Linked DNA regions of Cyprinus carpio: region 2 is linked to region 1. The links are chromatin contacts, called in public Hi-C maps. All regions are on one chromosome and are shown on one strand. The core of a region is the stretch at or near the end of the contact, and the rest is flanking DNA. Distances in the headings are between cores, read along the strand shown. Region 1 has its middle 21 kb from the start of gpa33a. Region 2 holds the start of dusp27 (serine/threonine/tyrosine-interacting-like protein 2).

The links. A called contact is a pair of places that touch in the nucleus more often than the background predicts.
Region 2: a Hi-C map of red blood cells shows a contact between it and region 1, with 4 times the contacts expected there. The contact joins the promoter of dusp27 here to the enhancer-like site in region 1. A contact is called at or near these places in 4 of 8 Hi-C or Micro-C datasets (liver, red blood cells and skeletal muscle).

The regions. Positions count from the first base shown.
Region 1 is chrB1:23,652,436-23,658,954 of ASM1834038v1, forward strand. It overlaps the pseudogene LOC109102517. Among protein-coding and RNA genes, the nearest start is that of gpa33a, 21 kb to the left of the region's middle. Within about 2 kb of position 1,431, at least 3 of the 8 cell types and tissues checked have an H3K27ac peak or open chromatin away from gene starts, as enhancers often do.
Region 2 is chrB1:23,687,498-23,694,053 of ASM1834038v1, forward strand. It overlaps dusp27 (serine/threonine/tyrosine-interacting-like protein 2), which reads left to right and starts at 3,053. Exons shown (of 6, transcript XM_019115889.2): 1 at 3,053-3,210; 2 at 4,742-4,857; 3 at 4,934-5,049; 4 at 5,923-6,154. The coding sequence starts at 4,742.

The sequences.
Region 1 (6,519 bases), core at 181-2,680:
GCAAAGTTCAGCCGCACAGTATTCCCGTTCTTCACTTGAGAAGTCTTTCTCAGCTCCCTCTCTTCATGGAGATTCAGCTTCATGATCCTGTCAGTCTCTGATTCATGTGTGTTCAGTGTGTGTCCTCGTCCGTACATCAATAACACTAATGGAAGGTCCGGTGTAATCTTGGTTCAGGCATCATAATGATCTCATAATGTACTATTTCAGCTCTTTCTGTCTGTCTTTGTTCAAAATGCCTTGAGTAAAATAAATGGCATCTTTTCAGTCCATTCACCAGATGATCACCGGGTTTCAGGAAGGATGTTTATTCCGATCCACTTGAGAAAAAAACAGCCATTAATGTAATAAAATCCATTTGATTCAGAACCCGCTTGGCCTCAGTTATAGAGTCATATAAGGTCTGATATTGATAATACTGGATCAGTGTACTGTATGACATGATGGGACGGGGCTAGCTGTCACACGTTTGAATATTTCTCAGGGTCAGCTCAAAGCCTATAGTCTAGACTATAAAAAACATTTATTTTGTTGAAGATTATATGGATTTCAGCAACATTTAACAGGAAAAACAACCACAAAACAGTTCATGAGGCAGTAAAACAGAACACACACACAAACCATTGTTTTGGCTAACATTAATAGATTGTGTAAAAATACAATATATAAAACAAGTGACAACTTGCCCCCTCCTGACATTAAGAATGCCCATATCGCAAAATTACACCGTTTTCTGTATTTTTGATCAAATAGACACAGCCTTCTTTAAAAAACAAAAACAAACAAACAAAAAAAACCTTGAAAAATCTTACCGATCCCAAACGTTTGAAGGGCAGTATGTGTTGCCCTTTAACAAGAGAAATATTGAAAAAAATAAAATAAAAATACAATGTTACCTATAAAGTGATAAATAATTTCCACATACATGAAGGTGAAGATATTAGATGTGTACTAGCCAACATAAAAAAATCCCCATAGTAAAATATATAGACCTATATGTACTAATATCTTTAAGATTCATATATGTAGCAGCCATCTATGTCAACATATTTAGTTTATATAAACAAATGCATTAAAACAACCTATATAAACAGGGATATTATATGTGTGTGTAATGTTTTTAAAATACATGTATATCATTTACATATTTTAATTGTTCACATTTCCAGTAGGTTATATTTCTGTTTTTACTTTATGACAGCATATCTCATGGGCTATATGGAGATGCATGTACGTTTGCGTGGGGTCCCTGGTTACTCAGGTGTGACAACTAGCCCCGGTGTGCTCTGAGTGTGTGTGAACCAGCGGATGCGTGTTTTTCCAGCTCGATGAGTGAATGAGGAGCGCGAGCGCGTGGATCGGATGTCATCGTGCTCTCAAACAGGTCGCGTTGCATCTGCTCCACTAATGAGTCCCGCCTCGTAAGATCAGTGCGGTGTGAAGACGCGGCGTGACGCGCGATCAGGCGGAGCGACGCAGACCAGATCCGCCGCTCAGACGCGAGCACCGCGCGTCCGCCGCCGCTTTAATGGTTTCTAGGCAAATCAAGAACGATTTCCAGGATTTGTGAGAAGGTAAGGCACTCTTTCTACAGAACGCGCATTACGAGCTGAGACACTTCATGACGCTCACAGGCGAATGTCTGCGTTTATTCGCGTGGATCGATGTTGTTTGCGTTCTAAGCTGCGTATAAAAGTGATGTTTATGCTTTTTGTTTAACTTGAACAGATGTCATTTCAATTGATATTCAGTTGGGTGTCAGTGTGTTACTGCTTTATATAATACAGAATACATGTTTGTCCTCGAGTTGAGGAGAGCGAATCTGTCACGAGACGCGTTTCCACTGAAAACTCATTTGATTCGCTTTAAGAGACTCAATCCGTGTTTACTGCCAGTCTCATTATTTATTTCACCTCTGAAAGTTAAGAAATGACGTGAAAATCAGAGTATTTGTCCCTTTTCCTGTGTGAACGACAATACGAGAGTAATCCCAAATAAATATAATATCTGGCATGTTTATCAGGCTCATAATGTTACATATGTTACATTGTTATCAATATTTCTTGCTTTGGTGTACCATGTTCAGCGTCCTTGAGCTCGGGAAAGGCGCTATATAAATTAAACATATTATTATTATTATTTTATTATTATTATTATTATTATTATTATTATTATTATTATTATTATTACATAAAATGAAATAAAACATAAGGCATGGCGTTTATCCGAGCAGCTTCGACAGATGTGTTCGGTCGATGTCTGTCGTTATATTTGACTGGGATCTGTATGTTTGTGTTGACGCGACGCCTCATCAGATCTCATGTGAAGGAGAGTATTAAAATGTCTTTGAAGTTTGATGAGTAAATATTAAAACGCGTGGTTTTATCGGTCAAATCATGTTCTGCTGTGAAGCTAATAATGGCAACAAGTTTGTTTGAGTGAGGGTTAGTTTGAGCTGCTGGGCCAGAAAATGTCATTATCATTGATTCTATGAAAAGTCCTCACCAATAAAGCTTCCGAAGCGCGCGCGCGCGCGTGTGTGTGTGTGTGTGTGTGTGAGAGAGAGAGAGAGAGAGAGAGAGAGAGATTGTGTGTTTTTTATCACGTTATGAGGACCAAATGTTCTTAAGGATAGTAAGACCAATAAATGTTCACATTGTGGGATCATTTTTTAGGTCTTCGTGAGGAAACAAGCTTATAAATCATACATAATGAAGTTTCTGTGAATCTAAAAATGCACAATATTTCCTGTGAGGGGTGGGTTTAGGTGTAGGGCGATAGAAAATACAGTTTGTACAGTATAAAAACCATGGCCTGAGGCGTGTTATTGCGCTCCGTCCAGTTTCATAGAAGCAACAACCGATGCGCAAACCACACAACGACACAAGCCCTCAGTGATAACACTTATCAGCAGCCAATCAGCGGCAGCAGCGCAGGAATCACGCAGAGCTCGGTGTGTGGATCAGAACAAACACGCGCTGGTGTGCAGCAGATACCGACAATCACCATCACACATCCTGAGCCTCACACACACACACACACACACATGTATACATATGCAAACACACATAAACCTCTCCCACTTGCACAGCATTCACTGCCTGGCTGACCAGATTTTTAAAGTCAACTTGAAATCCAAATGAACTCCATTTTCTGCTCTATTTTCCTGCTGTTAGTCATCAGTGCATCTCATTCTAAATAAAACTAGACGAGTAGCCTAAAGTTTGTGAACAAACTTTGAAGTTGGCTCAAAAAGCCTTGTCTTTACATTTGAAGCAGTTTTATTCTTTAAAGGGATAGTTCACCCAAAAATGAAAATTCTGTCATTAATTACTAATTAATTCTTCATTAATTACTCACCCTCATGTCGGTCCAAACCCGTAAGACCTTCGTTCATCTTCAGAACATAAATTAAGATATTTTTGATGAAATCCGAGAGCTCTCTGACCCTCCGTAGTACCCTTGCTCTCAATGGAGGGACAGAAAGCTCTCGGTTTTCACCAAAAATATCTTAACTTGTGTTCTGAAGATGAATGAAGATCAGAATTTCCATTTTTGGGTGAACTATGCCTTTAATTTTAGATAGATTAGATAGATGTTGATAGCTTAGACAATTTAACACATTAACAAGTTTTAACATTGTTGCCATGTTGCTAGCATGTTTCTAGCATGATTAGCATTTTGCAAGCATGTTTCTAATACGATTAGTATGTTGCTAACATGATTTTAACATGATTAGCATGTTACTAGCATGATTAGCATTTTGTTAGCAAAAACAGTTAAACATCCAGCTAAAACCAGCAGATTTAGTAAAAAACAGCTAAAACCATTTCAAACCAGCTAATTTAACCAAACAACAACAACAACAGCTAAAACCAGCCTAGTCTCAGGTTTAAAGTTGGCTGGTCTTCTAGCAGGTCTCCCAGCTTGACCAGCTAAGACCAGCCAGACCGGCTGAAAAAGTGATCAAAACCACGTTAAATCCAGCTCGGAAGACAAAGCAGCCAATCAGCTTAGGTCTGACCCAAGTTTTGTGATGCTGTTTAATAATAATAATAATAATAATAATAATAATAATAATAATAATAATGTTTAAATAGCAGATCAGTAAGTTAGCTTTTTCAAGGCAACTTAATAAATACTTAATAATAATTCTAAAAAAGAAAATAACCTGTTCCACCTCTGATATCATAAATTTGTCTTGATTATCATTCACTTTCACCATCCAGTCACCTGAATGTCATTGTTTTTACGGAGTCCTGTGATTAAACTTCCGGAACATCTGATCAAAACGAGAGACTCTTGAGAGGAGATTTTCCACCGTCACTTCCTGCCTGTTCTATTCAGTTTTCAAAATAATTGAAAAGAATCAAATACGCAGCTAATATAGTTGACAAAAGCATCTTTCTCAAGTGATGGCCATTTCAAAACTAGTAGAGAATTCCTTTATTAAAGGTGTTTAAAGGTCGGCTAGTCCGCTATCCTGGCCAATATTAGTTATTCTCGAATGATTCCTCAGATATAATAGTGAAGCACACAAGGATCACAGCGAACGAGCAGCCTTTAACGAATGAGCTGTGATGAAGATGACTGGCGTGTTTGAGGAAGATGCTTTTGTGCAGAAGAGAAGATGAATGTCCTCAGGCTTATTCTGCGTAGAAGACGTTTGCACAAACAAATGAGGTTTGGTGCTGGAGACGAGTTTGAGCACGCTGCCTCGTTCTGCTCAGATAATGGTGTGTTGTAGTTTGTTGGTCTAATGAAGGAGTGGCACACAGCTCGTTTGCCTTCACACTGATTGCATGATGATGACGTTCACAAACTTGCTCCACCCGGCACATAGAAACTGCTCAAATGAATTAAAATAATTTTATTTCATTATGTTGGTGCTCAGAATGTGCTCTGTAAGGGAAGAGTATGGTTTACACCGGCGGTTTTGTATAGTACCCTGTAAACTTCAGCTCAAACATTGACTTTGATATTACCACCTGATACACTGAGCTCAGAAAACACACAAACTGAGGCGAAGCCGCACTCGATGTCTTTGTCTTTCATCATGTGTAGTTTTGTTGATGGTTTTTGAGATGAGGGTGTCTCTCAACCTGTCCAGTTCGACTTCTGTTTCATTTGACCCAGTTATGAAATGAATTTGTGTTAAAATGCCATTTGATTGGACACGCAGACTTTGATGCTGATAACTAAAGCTGTCGGAGGCCTTCAAACAGCTCATTGGTTTCAGAGGGTCTACGATGTACTTAAGCTTACGATGCTTTTGGGAGACGCAGCCCTGGTTAGTGTAGAGTAATGGAGATCGTAAAGATTTGCTGGACAATCTCTGTAAATGTTTGCAAGCGGTGCTCGTTTTACAAGTATTTGTGATATGAACATTACTCTCAGCCGCTGTGAATCAGTATTTATGTGAAGCCTCGGTCATGATGTGTTTACGTTAAATTTTCTCCAGTAAACACTTCTGGTCTTTTGAGTCACTCGTTGATTGTAAATATAGAACAGTGCACTTGGAGTTCATTGTGCATGTAAGCGTTTATTACTCAGTTCTGCAGGGTTTGATGTGATTGACCCGTCACTGCTGGACTTCTCACCACAATTTATGCTTCCATGGTAACAGTCAGCGACGTCTGTGATTGGTGGATCCTCTTTGGCATTTCTTCTGTAGAGCTGCTTTGAAATGGTTTTAAAACGGATGACTTCATGCTGATATTAAACCGAGCCAAACCAGCAGTGAACTGACTTGATCTGAATAAAGGCACTACTGTGCAGAATCTGGATTTTCATCATTTTGTTTATTTCTGCGAAGCTGCTTTGACACAGTCTGTATTGTATAGAAATAAAGCTGCCTTGACCTGATGATCAGGCATGATTTAATGAGCTCTGAACATCCTCAGAGCTGCTGGAGATCTTGCTACATTTTTATGAAATCAGTTTCTCGTCGCAGAAGGTGAATGAGATTTTTATTTCCAGGAGTTAAGTGAGTGATTTTAATGAAGAAAGAGGCTGTTTGTCCCCATCGGAGCCACTGAGCTCCAATGTATCTGATATCTTCGTTAAAGCTTGTCTAATTACAGCCGTGGTCTGTGTTGCTCAGGCGTCCGCAGGGACAGTAAAGGTCAGTTTGTGTTTGTGGACGGGTCAGATCACAGAGCGTTCATGCATCTCACACACTCTTCTGCTTCAGAAAGATCCAGGATTACAGAGAGCAGGTTTTTATCAGATGATGGCGAGGTGTGTGTGTGTGTGTGTGTGTGTGTGCGGTTCATCGGTCCTCACTGACCCGGATGGAGATGCTGATTGTCCGCTGATGTGTCCACATGCCTCAGTGGACAGTCAAATGCGTCTGAAAGCTATTGATTTTTCCTGACTTTTCCTGCATGACAGAAATAGCTCAAACTCTTCAGATTCAGACCTGGAAGTGATTTTATCACATGATTGCATATTCATGCGTCACCAGCGCTGGTTATGCTTCATTTGGTGGTCAAATAAAAACATAACTATCAACAACTT
Region 2 (6,556 bases), core at 1,803-4,302, 37 kb after region 1:
ACATTAACTGAAAAAATATTTAACAATTTTTAAAAAATATATTTTACAAATTTTATGAAAACAAAATTTAAACAGTACGAGAGAGTTAATTCAGGTTTTGTTCAGTTTCTCGTGTTTGAGTCCCATCCAGATCCAGTGCTTTAAGTTCAGATGACATGAGAGAGAAGATCACACGCTGAGGAATGTGATGAATATAGAAAACATGCACGTGTGCTCTGATTCAGATCCACACTATTGCATATGAATCCACACAAACTGCGTCATCATTCAGGGCCTGCACTCTAACACACACACACACTCTCTCTCTCTCACACACACACACACACACACACACACACACATTTACACTCACACACACACACTCATACACTATCACACACTCACACACACACACACACACACACACACACACACACACACACACACACACACTCACACACGAACAGCTGAACTCAAGCTTTATAAGTGATCACAGGGCCGTTCTGACGGGTTTTTCTGGAGTCGATGGTCCTTCTGACGAACTAAAACACACTCAGACCTTAAAAACCAGACGATGCAGGAATATTTTTGAATAATGGACCGCAGATTCTGGCATCTGCTCACTTCACTGTGATCCTCGCCCAGTGTGTGACGGGTGATAACCCTTCTGTCACACGTCTAGATGTAATTCTTAGGGATTTGGTGAAGCATCTACAAGCCATGAATACAAAAGTATGCACACCAAAGACACACGATGAGACGAGTGTGCTGACTATCCAGCGATCAGACGAAGCAGAAATGTGAGTCCCATCAGGGTGAAGAAGAGTTGTACAGAAACTCTGTAGTTAGATGGTTTACTCGTTGAGCGAGTGATGATGTGATGAATGTACGGTTGTGATGAGGATGAGACACGCGACGCAATACCACTAGAGTGAAGAAAGCCAAACGTTCACTCGCTTTGTGGATGTTGAGGCTTTATTTTATTAAACTACAGCAGTTTCCATGAATGCAGTGAAATCTGGAGTCACTGTTTAAGACATCAGACACATAACTCCACCGTTTCAGTCACTGCACCAGAAGTAGCTCCTTCACACCTCTTCAGATGTTTGAGACAGATTCATTTATGTGAAAGCGTGTGGTGTAGTTTATAAATGTGCTTGTGATGAGTTATGTTTAATCGTGATGTTTGATTAACGTTCATTGCTGGAACATAAACTGATTCAGGGTTTTAATTGTGTTGGATGTGATGCAAACGTTGAAGAAAGTCACAGTCGTGTTTCTGAACCTTCATTCACGAGAAATGACATCATGATAATGACGAGTGCTGTATAAAACTACTGAAGATTAGAAAACACTTTATGATCAACAAAATGACAGTTTTATTTTTATATGTCTGTTCTTGGCTGTTAAGCAAGTTTGATTTGAGCTCTTTATAAAAAAAGTGTCATATACATATATATATATATACACAGACAGACAGACAGGGAGAGAGATAATGTTACTATAACCAGAATCTGTGAGTGTGTGTGTGTGTGAGAGAGTGTGTGTGTGTGTGTGTGTGTGTGTGTTTGAGGAGAGGGGAGGTAAAGAGAGAGAGGGAGAGTTATGGAGTTTGTTTAGGTGAGTGAGTGTGTGTGTGTGTGTGTGTGTGTGTGTGTGTGTGTGTGTGTGTGTGTGTGTGTGTGTGTGTGTGGTTTCTATGTGTGCATTAGAGAGACTGAAGCACTGTGTTATTTGTTCACTGTTTTTCAGATTCATTTTAGTGTGAGTTCATGTTTCAGAAACATTTCCTCTTGGTTTTCCTCTCTGACGGATAATTTGTCGTTGGCTGTTTCTCTGTGGTGTGTGTGTGTGTGTGTGTGTGTGTGTGTTGTGTGTGTTTGTGAGTGTGTGTGTGTGTGTGTGTCGTGTCTGTGCCTTATAACTCCTGCGGGTTTTTCCTGTTGTTATAAATGTTAATAATCACTCCACTGTTATTTCTGCGGATCAACTTTAGAAACACGTTAGAGAGGTTGTGATATATTTAAAGAGAGGTTTATAGAGTCATAAAAGCGTCCGCTGTCACAGAAGAGCAGTATATATTCTGACTAACATGTTTTTGTACATTAGATTAATCTCGTGTGCTTTCTGTAAGCGTTTGTTTATCTTATACATTTTGTCATCTGTGGGAAAATCGTATTCCCATGTGGTCAAATAAAGATGAGCTGAAAGAGAGTGTGGTGTTTTGTGTTCTTCTGCGCACCTGTATATAGTTCTCTGCATTAATGATGTGTATATCGAGTTTGGTCTTTCTCAGTACAAACCTGCGCTCAGCCGTTTTGCTCTTAGGGTGGGCGTGTCTTTACGCGTGTGACGTCACGTCGAACCCTGGCAGGTCAGGAAAAGGTCATTAGCGCCACCTCGCGTCTGACAGCGATAGAACAGCATCAGAGGACTGAAATATAACACCAAATCAAAAGGAAAACAACGCTCGGAAGAACAAGCAGCCGGAAAAAGTATTTATTAATTTGAAAAAATGCTGCGTGTGCATTATCCATTATCCATATGTCCATAAATCATAAATCAGCCATAATATAATATAATAATAATATAATATAATATAATATAATATAATATAATTTATTTTATTTTATTTTATTATAATTGTTGTTGATGTATTAATATTATTCAAAATATAAGTTTTTGTTTATATAATAATATTTATTATGTATATATAAATACACACACATGCATGTATATATTTAAGAAAAAAAATATGTTTATACATTAAATATATTTATATATAATTCAAATGTATACATGTAAATACGTATAAATATTTTCAAAATATATACTGTATGTGTGTGCATTTATATATACATAATAAATATACACAGGATAAATATTGTTTTTGTCACATATAGAAGGCTTTTTAAAGTGTAAGCAGTTGAGAACACTAATTATGAGACTGAGATGAAAACAAATGTTGGTTTGGATTGATTCGTTCATAGCGTTTGTTTCAGCAGACTGTTATATCGTCATGATAAGAGCTCCGGCCCTTTAAGAGCCCCTGGGGCTGTCAGACCCCTCTGATGTCACGTGGGCGGCCCCGGGGCCGGTGGAGTGTGAGGAACCTCTAAGTTTAGAGTCTAAACACACGGACAGAGCTCAGAGCTGCTTGAGACGGAGCCCGACGGCCGCAGACGATCAGGTCAGAAGAAAGATCACAGAGACACATAAAGACTGAGCAGGGTAAGTGTGTGTGTGTGTGTGTGTGTGTGTGCCTGTGTGTGTCTGTGTTTGTGTTTGTCTGTGTTTGTCTGTGTTTGTGTTTCTCTGTGTGTGTGTGTGTGTGTGTGTGTGTGTCTGTGTGTGTGTGTGTATGTGTGGTCTGTGTTCTTTATTACCTGGCTCTGTGTGTGTGTGTGTGTGTGTGTGTGTGTGTGTGTGTGTGTGTGTGTGTGTGTGTGTGTGTGTGTGTGTCTCTGTGTGTGTGTGTGTTTGTGACCTCCCTGTTCCAGAAGAATCTCTGCAGCTGTCACTCTCTATATATAGTCACTCATTCTGACACACACACACACACACACACACACACACACACACACACACACACACACACACACACACACACACACACACACACACACACGCAGGCAGAGGTCTGGTCAACCTGTTGTTGTTGTGGTCAAATGTGTGTTGTTTTTTATCCTGTCGTGTGTTTTCTCCAGTGTTGAGAAGGTAACTTAGGAAGAGTAATGGGTTACAGATTACAAGTTACCCTGTTAAAAATGTAATAAGTAGTGTAACTATTTCAATTTCTTTATTAAAGTAATGTAGCTGATTACTTTTTGATTACATTTCGAATGTTTTCAACTGTTACTCATTTTGAAAGATATAAAGCAGGCAGTGTTTAATGTTACAGTAGCGTTCAACACTGATTACTGTCAGACTTTCAGAATCCTTCATCACTTGAATTAAGATTATAATAATTTAATTTTAAAGCACAGCCACCACAAAATCAGACTTTAGCACCTCTTTTTACTTAAGGATAAATACAGATTTAAGACCATAAGAAGAAATAGTTTAATAGCTGTAAAAGTAGTTTAATTACACCTTTTTTTCTCAGTAACAGATTAGTTACATTTATTTGCTCAACACTGGTTTTCAGTGGTTCCTTCAAACTAGAGACTGATCACCAGTCAAACAGCTTCGGCTCGTGTTTCTGTTCTTTTGATTTTTAGAACTTGGTAACAAGTTTAGTTTAGTTTGAGATATTATGCCATTCGAATGATCTGATTTTAATGATGTAAGGATGTTTTGACTGTTTCTGTTCGACTTCTCTTAAATGCTCATAATTTTGTTTACAGTTTTTTTCTGCTTACACACATTTTCAAATCTTTGCCTCTTTTTTTCCAAACTTTACACACAAATCCAAGAACTGCACACAAAATGTAAAATGCATCTCTTGCAAAATGAAGCACTGTATTCAAAATATCACACACACATCTCAAAAGCAAGCATTTGCAAACACCTTTGCCATAATATTAATTCCTGTTAGATGTGTGTGTTACATAGAGAACTGTGTGTTGTGTGTTTTGCAAAAGTGTTTTCTGAAATTGAAAACTGTGTGCTTCTGCTGATACAGCTTTCAGAAACGGTGTGACAGGTAAAGATTGTGTGTGTAAGCAGCTGAAAGACTGTAATATCGTGTGTGTGTGTGTGTGTGTGTGTGTGTGTGTGTGTGTGTGTGTGTGTGTGTGTGTGTGTGTGTGTGTGTGTGTAGATGATGGCGTGGTCCGGCGAGAGCAGCGCTGCAGATGATCAGCAGGTTCCTCATCCTGATGAAGCGGTGCCTGTTAAAGACGTTCAGTCGCGTTACTTGCGCTGTCCTTCTCCCAGGTCTGTTCACATCTGATAACAGAACTCTGTTAAACGCTGCTGTGATGATGCTGAGGGTGTGTTTGATCTCACGCAGCTTCTCCATGATGTCCGATCGCTTCTCCATGATCTCCGGCTCTGATGCTGAGAGTATCTTCATGGAGCCGATTCATCTGTCCTCCTCCATCGCTGCCAAGAAGATCATCGGTGAAGGTTAGAGATCAGACCTGCTTCATTCACAGGTGAACGTGATTTCACCAAGTACAGCACGTTCCTGGAGCAACACTCCAATCAACCAATCAGAATCCAGAGATACGTTTTCAAGAAATGTCAGTTTTAGACTTACAATCAGGGTTAGATGCTTTTACACCCTCGTTATTCACTTATCATTTCCCTCTGATTTTAGGAATAAATTATGGGTATGGTTAGGTTTAAGGGTAGGGATTGGGTTAGGTCTATATTTTCTGACAGTAATGTTGATCCAGGAACAAGTCTTCCTTGGCAAAATCATCTCAAGAGACAAATCTGGCGCAGGATTTACTATGAAACAATTTTCACTTAGAAATTGGTAGGACATTTCACAAATACTATAATGTTTTCTAGTATAGAGATTTTTTTTTTTGGTGATTTTTTTTTTTTTTTTGTAATGCAATTCTGAGGTTATATCTTACTATTCTGAAAAAAAGTCAGAATTGTGGGGTTTAAACTCAGAATTTAGAGATGTAAACTTGCAATCTAATTTTGATTTTAAAAAGTGTCTAAATTGTGAGATAAAGTTGCAGTTACCTTATTTATTTATTTATTTATTTTAATCTCTTAGTAAAAAAAAAAAAAAAAGAAAAGAAAAAACAGGCTTCCATAAGTACCACATTGAATTAAAGATGAAACTTTAAAGTAAAAAAAGACTGAAACAGCATTTTCTTGTAAAACGACCTGTGATGTGAACAGGTTAGTTGTATTTTAATTATAAGAAGTTACTAGTGTGAGTGAAGTCAGTGCTCACGAGTACTAGCGCTGGTCAAACATCTAGTGTTATAGTGTTGTGTTGATGTCTGTGTCGTCTCGTGTCCATCTGTCTGTTCTCAGAGCTGAAGTCCAGAGAGATCCGGACCCCGGAGGCCCCTGACAGCATGCTGGAGTCGGCCGAGCAGCTGATGGTGGAGGATCTGTACAACAGGGTGAAGGACATGATCGATGACCGCAGTCCCTACAACACGCCCTGCGTGCTGGACATCCAGAGAGCGCTGACCCAGGACCGTCTCGAGGCGCCCTTCAACCCCGTCGACGAGGTCTGGCCCAACATCTACATCGCAGAGAAGTGAGTCAACACCACGAATATTAATATACTGTATGTGACCCTGGAGCACAAAACCAGTCATAAGAGTCCATTTTTGGAAATTGAGATTCACACATCATCTGAAAGCTGAATAAATAATCTCTCCATTGATGTCTGGTTTTTTATGGTTTGTTTGTTTGGAAAATATTTGGTATGTGTGGGATATGAGGTATAAATATTGTGTAAATATTGTTTAAATTTTTTTTAATGAAGTTCTTAGCAATGCATATTACTAATCAAAAATTAAGTTTTGATTTATTTAGTTTAGTACATTTACTAAATATCTTCATGGAACATGATCTTAATATCCTAATGATTTTTGTCATAAAAGAGAAATGTATAATTGTGACTCATACAATGTATTGTTGTCTATTGCTACAAATA